Regions from separate parts of the Capsicum annuum genome. Here region 2 is linked to region 1. A link is a contact called in public Hi-C data. All regions are on one chromosome and are shown on one strand. The core of a region is the stretch at or near the end of the contact, and the rest is flanking DNA. Distances in the headings are between cores, read along the strand shown. Region 1 has its middle 32 kb from the start of LOC107858870. Region 2 holds the start of LOC107858871 (subtilisin-like serine-protease S).

Region 1 (7,355 bases), core at 2,350-4,849:
AAAGGTTGAAGTACAGATGGTTCATCATTTCTGATTTCAATGACTAGTCCCTTGTCCTCATCCTCATGCTGTATAAAATCGAAATAAAAATAGGTTTAAATATGGAAGTTATACAAATTTATAGTAACACACCAACATAATTGACAAAAAAGTACCGACAAATCATCCTTATATGGACTTTCATATTTTTTCGATCCTTTTTCGGGACCTTGTTATTGATCAATAATTTTCTCCTCCTATATAACATGAATAATACGAATGTATGAGCATTTCATCAAAGTAATTGAAAATTGAACGAAATAATATTTTATACCAGTGATTCTTTATTTTCCTCTTTCTTCAAAGCTTTAACGACCTCAGCAGGTATATTGGAGATTAGTGTTTTCAGCTTAACAATCTATTTATCAACCTTATAATGTAAAGAAAAAATAAAATATTCAAAATACCTCATACTTTTCAAAAAGAAAAATTGTCAATAAGAAATTTAACTTACATATGTGTTGATGTAAGTCTTTATCTCCTCCATATTTAAAGTAAACTTTGAAGTCCCTTCAGGCGTTGTGGAAGATAAAGGAACAAACTTGAGTTGGTCACGCTTAGGAGACACACCAATTTCTCTTTTATCTGTTGATTCCTCTTGGTTTTTAGAAAACATACCAGACACATAACGTACTGAATGAGCACGTGTAGATTTCTCTTCATCCGTCACCCTTGGACTAACTTTCTGAAACATAATTGTTTTTTTTCTCTTCGATGCTTGTTCAGGCGATACAGGTAAAGCTAAACTAACCTTTCTTAGAAATTTTCGTGTTGGTATAGTGTTGAAATCATCAAAGTCTTCAGCTACAGTGATAACATGTAGTTGATCTTCATCAACTGACCTTTTCAACGTTCGAGCAACAGATATGAAAGCAGCAGATGTTGGATCAAATATCTCAAAATCTTTGGAAAAAAACAAATTTAAACTACGAACTTCTTCGCTTGTAAGTTGTAAATTCTTGTAAGAATACTGAAAAAATGAATTTCAAAATGAAATCTTTGCACGTCAATAAAATGACTTGAAACTGAAAATAATTAACACGTTATACAATTACCTTACTGAACAAGCCAGACATAAAAGATTCATACTTAGGTCTGGTACACTCCACAGACCAGTTGAGTATTCTTGGGATGATGTTTCTTCGTCACAAAACAATTTTTTTATCTATCCTAGAGAAACACTCAAACATCCAAACATTTAGAACATGTGGCATTCCACCCAACGAATATAACTGCTTTGCGACTCTGAAATCCTGCCACCAGGAGTTCATCAACTTTTCAAATGTAATCTTTTTTCATGGAAAGTGTTTGTACCGATTATCCTCGACCATATGAAAGTGAGATAAACTAATGGGTGCTTCGTGATGAAGAGAAAACAGAAATGTATTAACAAAGAATAATATCGCAAGGCTCAGAGCATCTTCAGAGTTATCGAAGTTTCTCATCTTCACATGTGTTATCAGTTTTGACCTAATTATTCCACCTTCAGTGTCAGGAAAATACTTCGACATCAAAGAGAATTTTGCCGATGAAGTATACATATACTCATCAATATCACCGGTCATCGGTGATAATGACAAATTCAAGCATCGTAAATTTCAGGATGTTCCCCTGCACCCACACATGAATCTCGTCCTTATTATCCTATTGGATTTGTAGCATAAGGAGATATTTTGAAATCTGGCCTATCTAGTTGGACTGAGACAAGTCGAGAAATATCCCAAAAAATTGTATTCTTAAATGCCCCTAAAACATCTTTTCCGAAAGACGTCTTTATGTCTTCACCAAAAGTATGGTTACATAAGCTACCGATATGCAATGGGTGATCCGGGACTTTGTAAATATGGTATTTCATGCCCTGAAAAAATAAAAAAAAAAGACCCTAATTACACAACAGTTACACATATATGAGGGGAACTTATACAGTTAAAAAATAAAATGCAGTAATGTATAATGTTAGACTACATATTTTCACCTTAAACATGTATGACAAATAAGCTTATCAGAATGTATAATGACACCTTATACAATATTAAGGCCTTCTAACTGTATAATACCACATAAAACATAAAATGTCTCTTATATGTAATAAGAACATCCAATGTATAACATATTGAATATATATATCAGAATACTAATATTATACATTTGTGTTCCAAAATAAGTGATGTATAATATCATACTACACATTTTCACCTTAAACATGTATGACATATGAGCTTGTTAGAATGTATAATGACACCTTATACAATATAAAGACTTTCTAACTGTATAATACCACATAAAACATAAAATGTCTCTTATATGTAATAAGAACTCCAATGTATAACATATTGAATATATATGTATATATGTATATATATATATATATATATATATATATATTAGAATAGTACTATTATACATTAGTGTTCCAAAATTAGTAATGTATAATGTCATACTACACATTTTCACCTTAAACATGTATGACATATAAGCTTTTCAGAATGTATAAACACCTTATACAATATAAAAACTTTCTACTCTATAATACCACATAAAACATAAAATGCCTCTTATATGTAATAAGAACTTTCAATGTATAACATATTCAATATATATATCAGAATAGTAATATTATACATTAGTCTTCCAAAATAAGTAATGTATAATTTAATCAATACCTTCGGAAGACGTGGTCGACCAGAATCATCAACCTTCTTCTTACTTGCCACTTTTGAACCTTACTTCTTCGATATAGAAATGACCACTTCCTTCAATTTCTTCATTATTGTCGGATCGTTCCGATGCTTTGAACGATTCTCTATGAAATTGGGTTCTTCGTAATCAAATGTACATGGAACAAAACCAACGAAAATATCTTGTTTTTGAGAATCTAACTGACTAAGTCCTAAACTAAAGTTAGGATGAGAATCCATTACCAATTTTACACTATATCGATTAAGCAAAAGAAACTACAAACCAATTAAATCAAAGATCTAACTTGTAGTATATGCAGAAAAATAAAAAAAAATCAAACTACGAAACTTGAATATGATTGCTAAATACGGTAATTTCATACAAACCAACATGCAACCAAAGAATAAACGAAAAAAAATTCTGAATTGGTAAAGTTGAAATAAAAAAAATAAAGTAAATCAGTAAACTCAATTAAAGCTTGAAAACTTACAACTTGGTAACCTCCAAGTATACGTTACTTGAAATTTGCCGTGAAAAAAAGGTTTCAAATATGGAGGAGAATACAGGTGTGTAATGGGAGCATATGGGAGCAAAATACGGAAGAAATTACCGTGTTTTAGATGTATAAGGTTTATGAGAGAGAAAGTAAAAAAAAAGAATTTATGTAATTTGTTTGGGATTTGTGTAAATACTTTACCAAATTGGAATTTAATGTAATAAGGTAACTTTAGTTTGTGTATATATGTAAATTTTAGATTAATAAAAAAGGTAAAATTTTTATGTAGTTTAGTAAAGATAAGTTGTGTGATATTATGTCCAAAATATAATGTTTGTTCTTGACATTGTAGTTTTCGTGTTGGGCTGGGCCTGAGTGAAAAGTTGACCCATCAGTAAATATCATTAGTCATGTACTCATGCTGAGCCCATCAATTCATTTACCCTACCAGTAATAAGTGCTACACAACATTTAATACAGCATTATTACTCTTTCAATTATGCAAGCAATATTGAAATAACGGTAATATATTAATCAATCAACTATCATGAAATAATCATTACACATTAGTGCCTAACCGAACAAAAGAAGTAGAGACTAACAAGAAGAAATAATGAGAGCAATCCTCCACTGTGAGCTCAAGGGAAAAACACTAATTAAGTAATTATAAATCTCCTCCACTAATTGCGTTATGGTTTTGTGATACTATAAAGTGTAAAGCTAACTTGTAGGTGAACATTCTTTACTCTTTAGTAACGGACACAAATGGAAGGCTAATAATATTCATATTAAAAGAACAACAAATCATGATATTAAATAAGGATGATTAAGAAAGGAACATAAGTGAAATGATGGGAAATGGACTCCAATTATAAGACCCCATTGGGGTTTCTTTGTGTAAATGATGCAGCTAGCATGACTTGGAGTATATATATATAGTCTTATTTATAATGGATTACATTTTGTCATTATAATTATAGTAATTATTACTTCATTCTTTATTTTTTACTTGTTCATTATATTAAAATAAATGTCGAATAATATTTGTTCATTTTTATTTTGAAAAATCTATAAATAATTTATTTATTTTTATACATTTTACCCCTACTATTAAATACGATCAATCATTCAATGCATTTCTTGACTTGTATTATATTCAAAAAATGATATAGTAAAATTACACTTAATTATTTATTTTGCTTCTTAACTTGTCTTCAAATCAGTAGTGAAAAAATATAGTTGGACGGATGAAATATATTGTTAGGAGTCGTTTGGTTTGGAAATAAGTTATGCTGGGATTAGTTATACTGTGATTAGTTGTCTTGAAATTAGATATTCCGATATTATCTTTTAGTGGTTGTTTGATTTGTGGTACTAAAAATAATATGTATTAAATTCTTTCTAAGAATAGATAGACTATTTACAAAAATATCCTTCATCTTATTTAGCTTAATTATTTTTATGAAAATTATATTGGTAGGAGAACTATGATCACATACATTGAAATAAAAGTTCTATCATATCATAGAAATAAATTTTACACAGACGTCAAACTTTGTATTTGTAAACTTATTTTTTTAATCTTATTGCTATTCTTTTTTTATTTTTATTTTTATTTTTATTTTTGTGACATTATATTAATTGTAAATATAGTTTGAACATATCTCAATATTTTTAATATTAATCAAATAATTTTTTTTTGTGAATTAAAAGAATAATTTTTTTTCTTAGAGTTTATGTTAGATTTTCTTTTTAATCTCAATCACATGCATGAACCAACACTATTTTTCTTTTAATTTTACTAGTAGTTTTGAAGGTTAAAGTCATTAATGATCCAAATCAAATTTTATATTATGTTGAATTAACTTCATCATTTTTTTCTTAATTCTTTTTCATTAATTTTTTCACAATTAAACTTATATTGATTAATCTATTTATTATATAAAAAAAATAATTCTGACATTCAAAGTAATTTAATAAATGTTTAACACTGTAGATTATTGTATGATTACATCAATAAAGTTAACTTATAAATAATGATAGAATTTAATTAAATAATTAAAAAACTTTATTCAACAATTTTTTTTTTTTTTAGATTTTCCTTCATATTAAATCATACAAACGAAATTAAAAAGTTACTATTTTTTTATAAAACAAAGTTTTTTTTTTCTCAAATACATGTTAAGAAATTTATGTTAGATACTTCTTAAACGTGCAGGAAACTTTAATATTTCATGTTAAATCACTTATTTTTTCATAAATTCTATAAAATGTTGATAATATCATTTTTTATTTAAAAAATTCATTATCAAAAAATATGAAAAAGAATTACTCTTATTTTTCATTATTTAGTATCATTAATATTTGTAGGGTTAAATTATATTTTTTTTTAAATTAAAATTTTAAATATTTTTAGCTACATATATATATAATTATTTAATAATTAAGCATGTACTAAGTTAGAAAGGGAATGCCACGATACTTTAATTATTTGCCCATTATAAATTTGTTAGGAAAAATAAAAATTTGAGGTAAGATTAACAAAAATTTCTGTGAAATAGAAAGACAATAAACTCTTGGTCTAATTTTAAATTTGAGTGTATAAATAGTTTTTATGGCGTCACTATTATTTTTTCACGACTCATCTCTTTTATAGAATTTAATAAACCCATATAATTGTTCAAATTTATCAAAATGGATGAAAATTTATAGAGTAATTAAAATATAAATTAAAGAAAAAATTGACAAAAAAATTTGATGTGAGAACTACCAAAATCTCACATTCGTTTATTTCAAATATGATGTAATATCCTACTCAGTACTTCCTTCTTCAAAATCTTTAATCATGTGTAGTAGTGATTTTATCAAAAGTAATTTTTCTCCCAAATGAATACTTTTTTTTTTTAAAATTTATTACCCCCTTCATCTCTTTCTCTTTAGTTTATGTATTTAGATATTTCTTCTTTAATCACACCCCGGGACACCACAACAGTCCTTAATCTCCTAGGACATTTTTAAATCCTTAGAAATTTATAGATTAATCCATCGTCATTGCTAAACACTGAGAGACTAACCATATACTAGGGATAAAGTAATACAATATTATAACATAATCACATCTGAAATATATATCAAAAACTGTCATGACCCGAGCCGAGGCCCTAGCCGCGACGGGTATCTCAAACCATCAAGGCCCGAGAGACCCCTTAGCATGTATCATAACCATAATCCATAGATAAATTAATGTGTGGAAGGATATAATAATATTCAATGGAAATTTATAATCCAAAATGTATCAACGCAATTATGATAATACAATACTCAACTCTCGTCTACGTAGCCTCTAATGAAAACTACTATCTAGATTGGAAAAAAGCTCCCGATTGGACCATATATTGAAAGACTCAACATATAAGTAAATACCTTCCGAAAGATGGATGACTCACCCATTTTTGCCATATCCCAAGTGTTATACTGATGTGGAGGACCCTGGGACTACCACTGTAATAGCCCGGGAGTACACCCTGGACGCCACACAGTGCTTACAGTCACAAGTGACCACAAGCTAACCCATGGCTAGTACCTGCTATGTGTACTGAATAACAACAACAAAATAACATGTGTAGAATATCTGAATACTCCATAAGGTTTTAAGTCCTAAAACATTTCTGAATCATAAATCTGTAAACAACTGCCGGAAAGCAACTGTCTGAAACTGATAAAACTAATGACAAACTGACTGACTGTCTGAAGTGCCCGAAAGCCTCTAAAACTGGATGAATAAGAGTTGATGGGACAAGCCCCAATTAACTACTAAACTGAAAGCATGAAAATAAATATAGTTGGTCCTTGAAATATAAGGACTCACCACGACTGATGCTGCTGATGTGCTGGGATGTCTAAGTACAGTCAGAAACCTAAGCGTTCGAACCTATGATATGAGACATCATAACGCAAGAAACAAGTATACGGTCAGTACTTTGAATGTACTGGTATGCTAAATGGGGTTAGGGTGATATGCATGGGTTCATGTACATGAATAATAATTGACTGAATAACAAGAGATAACTGAATAACTGATATGAATGTGTGAATGCTGTAAAATCTGAGAATGCATGACCAAGCATATAACATGATTCTA
Region 2 (7,355 bases), core at 1,418-3,917, 170 kb after region 1:
AGGCACTAAGGCACCTATGATTATTTAACTGTATCTCATCATCAATTGTACCGAATATGGAAAAATCTCCGATTAATATTTTTCTATGGTTGAATTGCTTGCACTCAAGCTTTTTTCCCTTTACAAGATGATGAAAAAGTTGTACAACTAGCTAAAGCTCAAATAGAATTAGATACCAAATGTTGATGACTACTATAATTAATGTTACTGGTGAATAATAATTACATTTCTGGTACTCCAATATATATGATGATGAATGTCCTCAACTTTTCATTACCAGTATTAGATTAAGTAATTGGTAAAGTTATTGTCATGTGATCACGAATTCAAGCTTTGAAAACAGTTTTCGACATAAATGCAACTAGATCCTTGTGGTCGAGTTCTTCCTCGAACCCTATATATAACGGAAGCTTTAATACGCCGAGCTGTCCTTTTTTTATGTCCTGATAGAGCCCTTTTTTTGTTTTTTTTAATTATATGATGTGCGGCCAATTTAATTTGTACACATCTCAACAATTTCACATATAAATATGGGGTACTTTATTTACCAAAACTTGTACATAGTAAAAAGGATTATCTAGTAATTCATCTCTACTTCAATCTAAACATAACTTCCACACTTTCAACCCACTCGTCCTTATAATATTGTTCAACAAAAGTGAAAAAGGGTAAAGAACAACTCTTTTTTTTTTTATTCTTGTTCTTCCCAAGCAAGTTTTGATATGAAACTTGAACCACTAAATCGGGTAACATCCTCCCTTAGCTTGCTAGGAATTCTTTGATCATTTGGAGGGTATACTCTATCATGTCCATTAAAATCAAAGCCAGATCAGAGGTTTAAAAAAAGGGTCATATATAGCTTTTAATAAGTAAAACCTAAAATATGAACTCTATAGAATCTGAAGTTTTCAAATATTTTAAGTGCTTTATCTGGTAATTTGACCATTGACCAAATGTATCAATACTTCCCTTCCCGTGAATCGTGATATAAAGGTTCGTTGGGTTGTAGAAAAGAAAATAATACTGGTATTAGCTTTTACATAGTGATTTAACTTTTTGTTTGGCAGCTTTCGTAACTTATGTGTGATTAAAGATAAAATTATCCTTAAAATCACTCATAGTATACATAACTAAGGAATGTGCAAGGTATTTTTATAACTACCAATATATTTTTTAAAATATTATATCACGTATGCTATTTTTAATACATTAAACTAAATAGTGAATAAGAAATAATTCTTGTATAATTTTATCTCAATATTCCTAATACTCTATATTCAATACTATTTTTAATACAATCAAACAAGTTTTTCTTTTATTTTAATTTTTAATATTACTAGTTTAATTTTATAAATTAACTTGTGTATCGTTTTACCTCCGTGTACATATCAAAAAGGTTACTGCATCCATGTAAAAAATAACCCGTTCGCTTAAAGGTAACTACACATAATTGGCATAATTAATAATTAAACTGATTGCGTAAAAACATATTTTTATCCAAAATAATTCCCCTTTTGTTCCAACTTCCAAGTCAAATGGCACACTTTTCTTTTACTTTTGTCTCAAAAAGAATATTATTTTTTATAATTAAAATAATTTAATCATAAAAGTCATCTTTTAAATATTAAAAAAAGTAATTAGAATTTATACTAGAAAAATAGTCAAAAAATAACATTATAGATCACAAATTTCAAAATTTTTTATATCTTTTTTTTCTAAAAAATCTTTGTACCTCCTCCGTTTTAAAAAAAGATAACTTATTTTTTTTTAATTCATTTAAAAAAAGCATTATTTTTTTTTATATAAATACTTTAATTTCAACTTTTCATATAATATATTTAAAACCACAAGATTAAAAACATTCAGTACATTTGATATAATTTAATTTAGAACCACAAAATTAAAAAATATATATATATTTTCTTAAACTCCGAAACGAAGAGAATACTTAAATAGTGTTACTTGAATCGGAGGAATATATCAACCTCATGATGCGAAAGAAGCCATCGGGGGTCTATCAAAAATAGTCTCCCTACTTCTTTAGAGATAGCGGTATGGACTACATACATTCTACCTCCCCAAACCTAGTCCATTCTACCTCCCCAAACCTCACTTTATGGAAATACACTGAGTTTGTTGTTGTTGTCTTGACCATGCGAAAGAAGCCATGAAGAATTAACATTGGTTAATGGGCAAAATAATGAGTGGAAATTGGGGGATATCCTACTAGGAGCAGTAGCCACTAGTACTACTACTTTCTCCACATTCCTTGGTTCAGCATCTATTATTCTATACTATTATCACCTGTAATAATAGCGTTTCCACGGACACGTAGCACTTCTAATTATCCTCTTCATTTAATTTTACACCATCGTTATATCAAAAATAGATATTTCATTAATCAATCTACTTTAGCAATTCATTAACATTATTAATAAAATATATCGAATTAACAAGAGCAAGGGAATAATTACTAGAAACAAGAATGGAATAATGGTGTTTTCCTTTATAACGGTCTACTTACTGACTAACTGTTGCTGCGGTCTCTCCCTTACGTAGTGGAGTCCCTCGTGGTTGGTTCAGTTTAAAGCAAACTCACCACTATCTTCCCCTCTCTAGTCTTCACGTTTCCATTTTCTTTTTGATGCCTTGTATCAGTGCTACAAGATTTTTCACTATAATGGGGTGACGAATTTTTTTTATTTTTTTTTTGATACTGTTTTACGCTATACTAATTTTGTATAACAGAAAAATATACTTGTGTAGTACGACTACTACTACTACCACAGTATACCTGTGACACTGAATAATCAATCTCTCTCCCCCTTCTCTCTTTATTTCAAATCATTCTTTCTCTTTCTCTCTCTGTTTTGTCTTGCTATAAAATATCATCTTTTTCCTTCTTGCAGTTGATAACACATTCTTTTACTAGCCTCATACAACAAAAATAGGACATGGGTGTTTCAGAAAAGACTCTCTTTTTACTCTTTCTTTGTGTTTTTCTTGGACATATTAGTCTCTGCTTTTCTTCAAAGGTAATCTTGGCTCTATGGAAACATGGGTTTTTATTTGCTGTTATTAAGGATGTATATTTGAATGATGTTTTGAGAAAAGGTGAATAGTTGGTGAAGTTCTTGAGTTTTTGATTTTTTATTTGTTCAGTTATATGTGGTGTACATGGGAAGCAAAGATAATGATGAACACCCAGATGAAATTTTAAGGCAAAATCATCAAATGCTTACTGCTATTCATAGAGGAAAGTAAGTTTTTTCTTTTTTTTTTTTCTTTACTTTTGGCTATGAGTTTTTTGCCCTTTTTTCCTGGTTTTGTTTTTGGCAAAAAAACTTAAGTGGTAATCTTTGCAGCGTTGAACAAGCCAAGACTTCTCATGTATACAGTTATAGGCATGGTTTTAAAGGCTTTGCAGCCAAGTTGACTGAGGCACAGGCTTCTGAAATGTCCAGTAAGCCCTTCTCCGAACCCCGTGATGCATAGTGTGAGCTTTAGTGCATCGGGTTGCCCTTTTGTTTACCTACTTTGATGGTTTGCACTCAGTCCACTATTTGAGATTGATACGAAAATTTGTCTTTAATGTTGAAACGAAACAGAAATGCCTGGAGTGGTATCTGTATTTCCTAATACTAAGAGGAATCTGCATACAACTCATTCATGGGATTTCATGGGACTCAGTGATGATGAAACAATGGAAATCCCAGGTTTTTCCACCAAGAACCAAGTTAATGTAATCATTGGTTTCATTGATACAGGTGATTTCTCTTGTTCCACTAGCTCAAGTTATCTTAATTGCAGCAATCTTTTTCCCAGTTAGGTGAAAGATATGGTCGTTTAGTGATGGATGGCACAAACCAAGTCGTCACGTAAAAGGCTATTGTCTTTGTTACTTTTCTTAAGAAGAGTACAATAATATAACTTTGAGAAAGTGCTAAGTTTGTCATGTGGTTGAACTTTTGAACATGGGGAAAGTAGTTCCTTTAGTATTCTGATTCCTTTTCATCTACTGTTGTAGAAGTTTTATCACTTATCAATCAATTCTTGTTTCAATCATTTGGCAATGATGGGATATGTTTGCTTAGATTTTCTTTAGCCCAAGTTTATTCAATTTCTCAACTTCCCAGTTTCTTCTTTGCATTTGTTGAACTGCTTGATGTACTTTTTGGGAAGGGGCCCTATCCATTAGAGTGACATGTTTCAATACAAAGTCATCTCTCTGTCCACAACCTTATCAGTTTATCTTTAACCTGGTCCCCAGCTTCCTTGTTTCTGTTGTTTTTTGAACTAATTAGATCTTGAGGTTAAGCTCTTAAACATTTACTGAAACAGGAATTTGGCCTGAGTCTCCAAGTTTTAGTGACACCAACATGCCTCCAGTGCCAACTAGATGGAAAGGACAATGCCAATCAGGGGAAGTATTCAATACATCAACATGCAACAGGTTTCCTTTATTTGCCGATCATTTCTTTTAGTTTAATGTTTTGTTATATAGTGGATGATAAGTGCAATAAGAACTTCGTCTTTTATAGGAAAATAATTGGGGCTAGATATTATATGAGTGGCTATGCAGCTGAAGAAGATGATGGAAAGACAGTGTTATTTAAGTCTCCGAGGGATAGTACTGGTCATGGAAGTCATACAGCTTCAACTGCTGCAGGGCGTTACGTAGCTAATATGAATTACAAAGGTTTGGCATCTGGAGGAGCCAGAGGTGGTGCCCCAATGGCCAGGATAGCAGCGTACAAAACCTGTTGGAGTTCTGGTTGCTATGATGTTGATTTGTTGGCTGCATTTGATGATGCAATTAGAGATGGGGTTCATGTCATTTCTCTATCTTTGGGCCCTGATGCTCCCCAAGGAGATTATTTCAATGATGCTATTTCTGTGGGGTCATTTCATGCTGTTAGCCGTGGGATACTTGTGGTGGCCTCAGTTGGAAATGAAGGAACCTCTGGTTCAGCCACAAATCTAGCTCCCTGGATGATTACTGTTGCAGCCAGTTCAACTGACAGAGATTTTACATCTGATATTATACTAAGCAATAGAGTTCAAATCACGGTAATCCCACTTTTCGATAGTTTACATGTTAAGTAATATTCAATTTCTTTCTCTCCTCATTATGTTCTGGAAATTTTGAAGGGTGAAAGTCTTAGCTCATCTCAAATGAATACATCTGCAAGAATCATACCTGCTTCTGAAGCTTATGCTGGATACTTCACTCCTTATCAATCCAGGTGAAGCAGAGGTACTTCGCTGTTTGTTAAATGTAGATATCTATGCACTGACAATTATATTGAAGTACTTTTTCCTTCTTCTCTTTTCCACTAGTTATTGCTTAGATAGTTCTTTGAATCGAACTAAGGCCAAAGGGAAGGTCCTTGTGTGTCGACATGCTGGAAGCTCAAGTGAATCAAAGCTAGAGAAAAGCAATACAGTAAAAAAAGCTGGTGCAGTTGGGATGATCCTTATTGATGAAGCAGACAAGGGTGTGGCCATTCCTTTCACCATTCCAGCAGCAACTGTCGGGAAAAGGATTGGAAACAAGATTCTAGCTTACATTAATAATACACGGTTCACTTCCCTCTTAGTGGATTGATATTAGTTTTAGTATTCTTTGCTGTTATTAGCACTCATCTCATCCAATTTCCAATCTTTTTTGTATTAACAGCTTCCCTACGGCAAGGATTCTCTCTGCTAAAACTGTTTTGGGAGCTCAACCTGCTCCTCGCGTAACAGCATTTTCTTCCAGAGGTCCTAATTCTCTAACACCAGAAATTTTGAAGGTAATCTGTTTGCGTAAAATAGTATCAGATTTTAGAGACTTGTCTTTCAACTGCTACTTGTTTCAACATCGATCACACTTTTCTTTTATCATCTACACCAACAAAGTCGTAAGTTGCATCCTGAGATTTTCTTCCAGGGTCTTCCACGTGGTTGGATTAGTTCTTTTAACTTGGCATCTCTGTCTTTGTAGCCTGATATTGCTGCTCCTGGATTAAACATCCTGGCAGCATGGTCCCCAGCAGTTTCTAGGTTGAACTTCAACATTCTCTCTGGAACTTCCATGGCTTGCCCTCACATATCAGGAGTTGTTGCTTTATTAAAAGCTGTGCATCCGTCATGGTCTCCCTCTGCAATCAAATCAGCCATCATGACAACAGGTAAAATAGATGCTTTACATAATCTAATTAGTTGATCCATGCATTTAGGATCTGCCCATTTCATCTGCTTGCATTGGTTTAAAGGTTGATTTATAGGAAGTTATAAATGCAACTCTCGAGTCTGAGGTTTGCTATAAAGAAAGAAAAGGCTGAGGAGAAGATCAAGATTTGGTTTTGTTTGAGCTTTGTATCTTAAAAACTGTTTGTGTGCAACTTTTACATAATAATCTAATTTCATGAATGCTAATGCAGCCAAACTGTCAGATATGCATCACAAACCAATAATAGTAGATCCTGAAGGGAAGAAGGCTAATCCATTTGATTTTGGTTCTGGATTTGTTAACCCGACGAAAGTCCTGGATCCTGGTCTTATATATGATGCACAACCAGCAGATTACAGAGCATTTCTTTGTTCAATTGGTTATGACGAAAAATCTCTGCATCTAATTACAAGGGACAACAGCACGTGTGATCAAACCTTTGCATCACCAAATGAACTAAATTATCCCTCCATCACAGTACCAAATCTCAGAAGCAAATATTCAGTAACTCGAACTGTTACTAATGTGGGAAAACCAAGAAGCATTTATAAGGCAGTTATATTTGCACCAAGGGGTGTCAATGTAACTGTGGTTCCCAGAAGATTAACTTTCACTAGATATTACCAGAAGATGAATTTCACGGTGACTTTCAAAGTGGCTGCACCCACTCAGGGATATGTCTTCGGGTCCTTATCATGGAGGAACAAAAGAACATGGGTAACATCTCCACTTGTTGTCAGAGTGGCACATTCCACCATGGGAAAGATGGTATAGTTCAGCTGCAGTGCTATTTATTTGAGTTAAAAGGGAAGTAGCAGATACTGCACCCAGGAGCTGCTGAAAATGGTTGCAGTAGTTAAGGAATATGTGAAGTGACAAGTAAAGGTTATGCCGCAGGAGGGAAGATTCACTATCACTCTTGATATAATTGCATGAAGCCAACACAAAATTCTTAGTAGAATACATGTAATTAGTAGCTAAATACAAATAATTAGTAATTCTTTATTCCATTTGTCCCTAGTTTTGAGTTTTGGTTCTTGCAACCAAGTCAGTCAGCATACTCCAACTTTTCACAGCTACTTGAACACTACAAATTCTTTCTTTTACTTGTCTAGTGTACTGCATTATTGATTGGCATCTC

What was found. Hi-C and Micro-C count contacts between places; a contact is called where the count stands out from the background.
Region 2: a Hi-C map of placenta shows a contact between it and region 1, with 4 times the contacts expected there. The contact joins the promoter of LOC107858871 here to the enhancer-like site in region 1. A contact is called at or near these places in 2 of 5 Hi-C or Micro-C datasets (leaf and placenta).

The regions. Positions count from the first base shown.
Region 1 is chr2:104,133,387-104,140,741 of UCD10Xv1.1, forward strand. No RefSeq gene overlaps it. Among protein-coding and RNA genes, the nearest start is that of LOC107858870, 32 kb to the left of the region's middle. Within about 2 kb of position 3,600, at least 1 of the 5 cell types and tissues checked has an H3K27ac peak or open chromatin away from gene starts, as enhancers often do.
Region 2 is chr2:104,304,286-104,311,640 of UCD10Xv1.1, forward strand. It overlaps LOC107858871 (subtilisin-like serine-protease S), which reads left to right and starts at 2,668. Exons shown (of 12, transcript XM_047406582.1): 1 at 2,668-2,685; 2 at 2,910-3,035; 3 at 3,163-3,260; 4 at 3,366-3,463; 5 at 3,609-3,767; 6 at 4,342-4,453; 7 at 4,542-5,070; 8 at 5,152-5,246; 9 at 5,341-5,583; 10 at 5,681-5,795; 11 at 5,987-6,173; 12 at 6,426-7,320. The coding sequence starts at 2,955. The coding sequence ends at 6,988.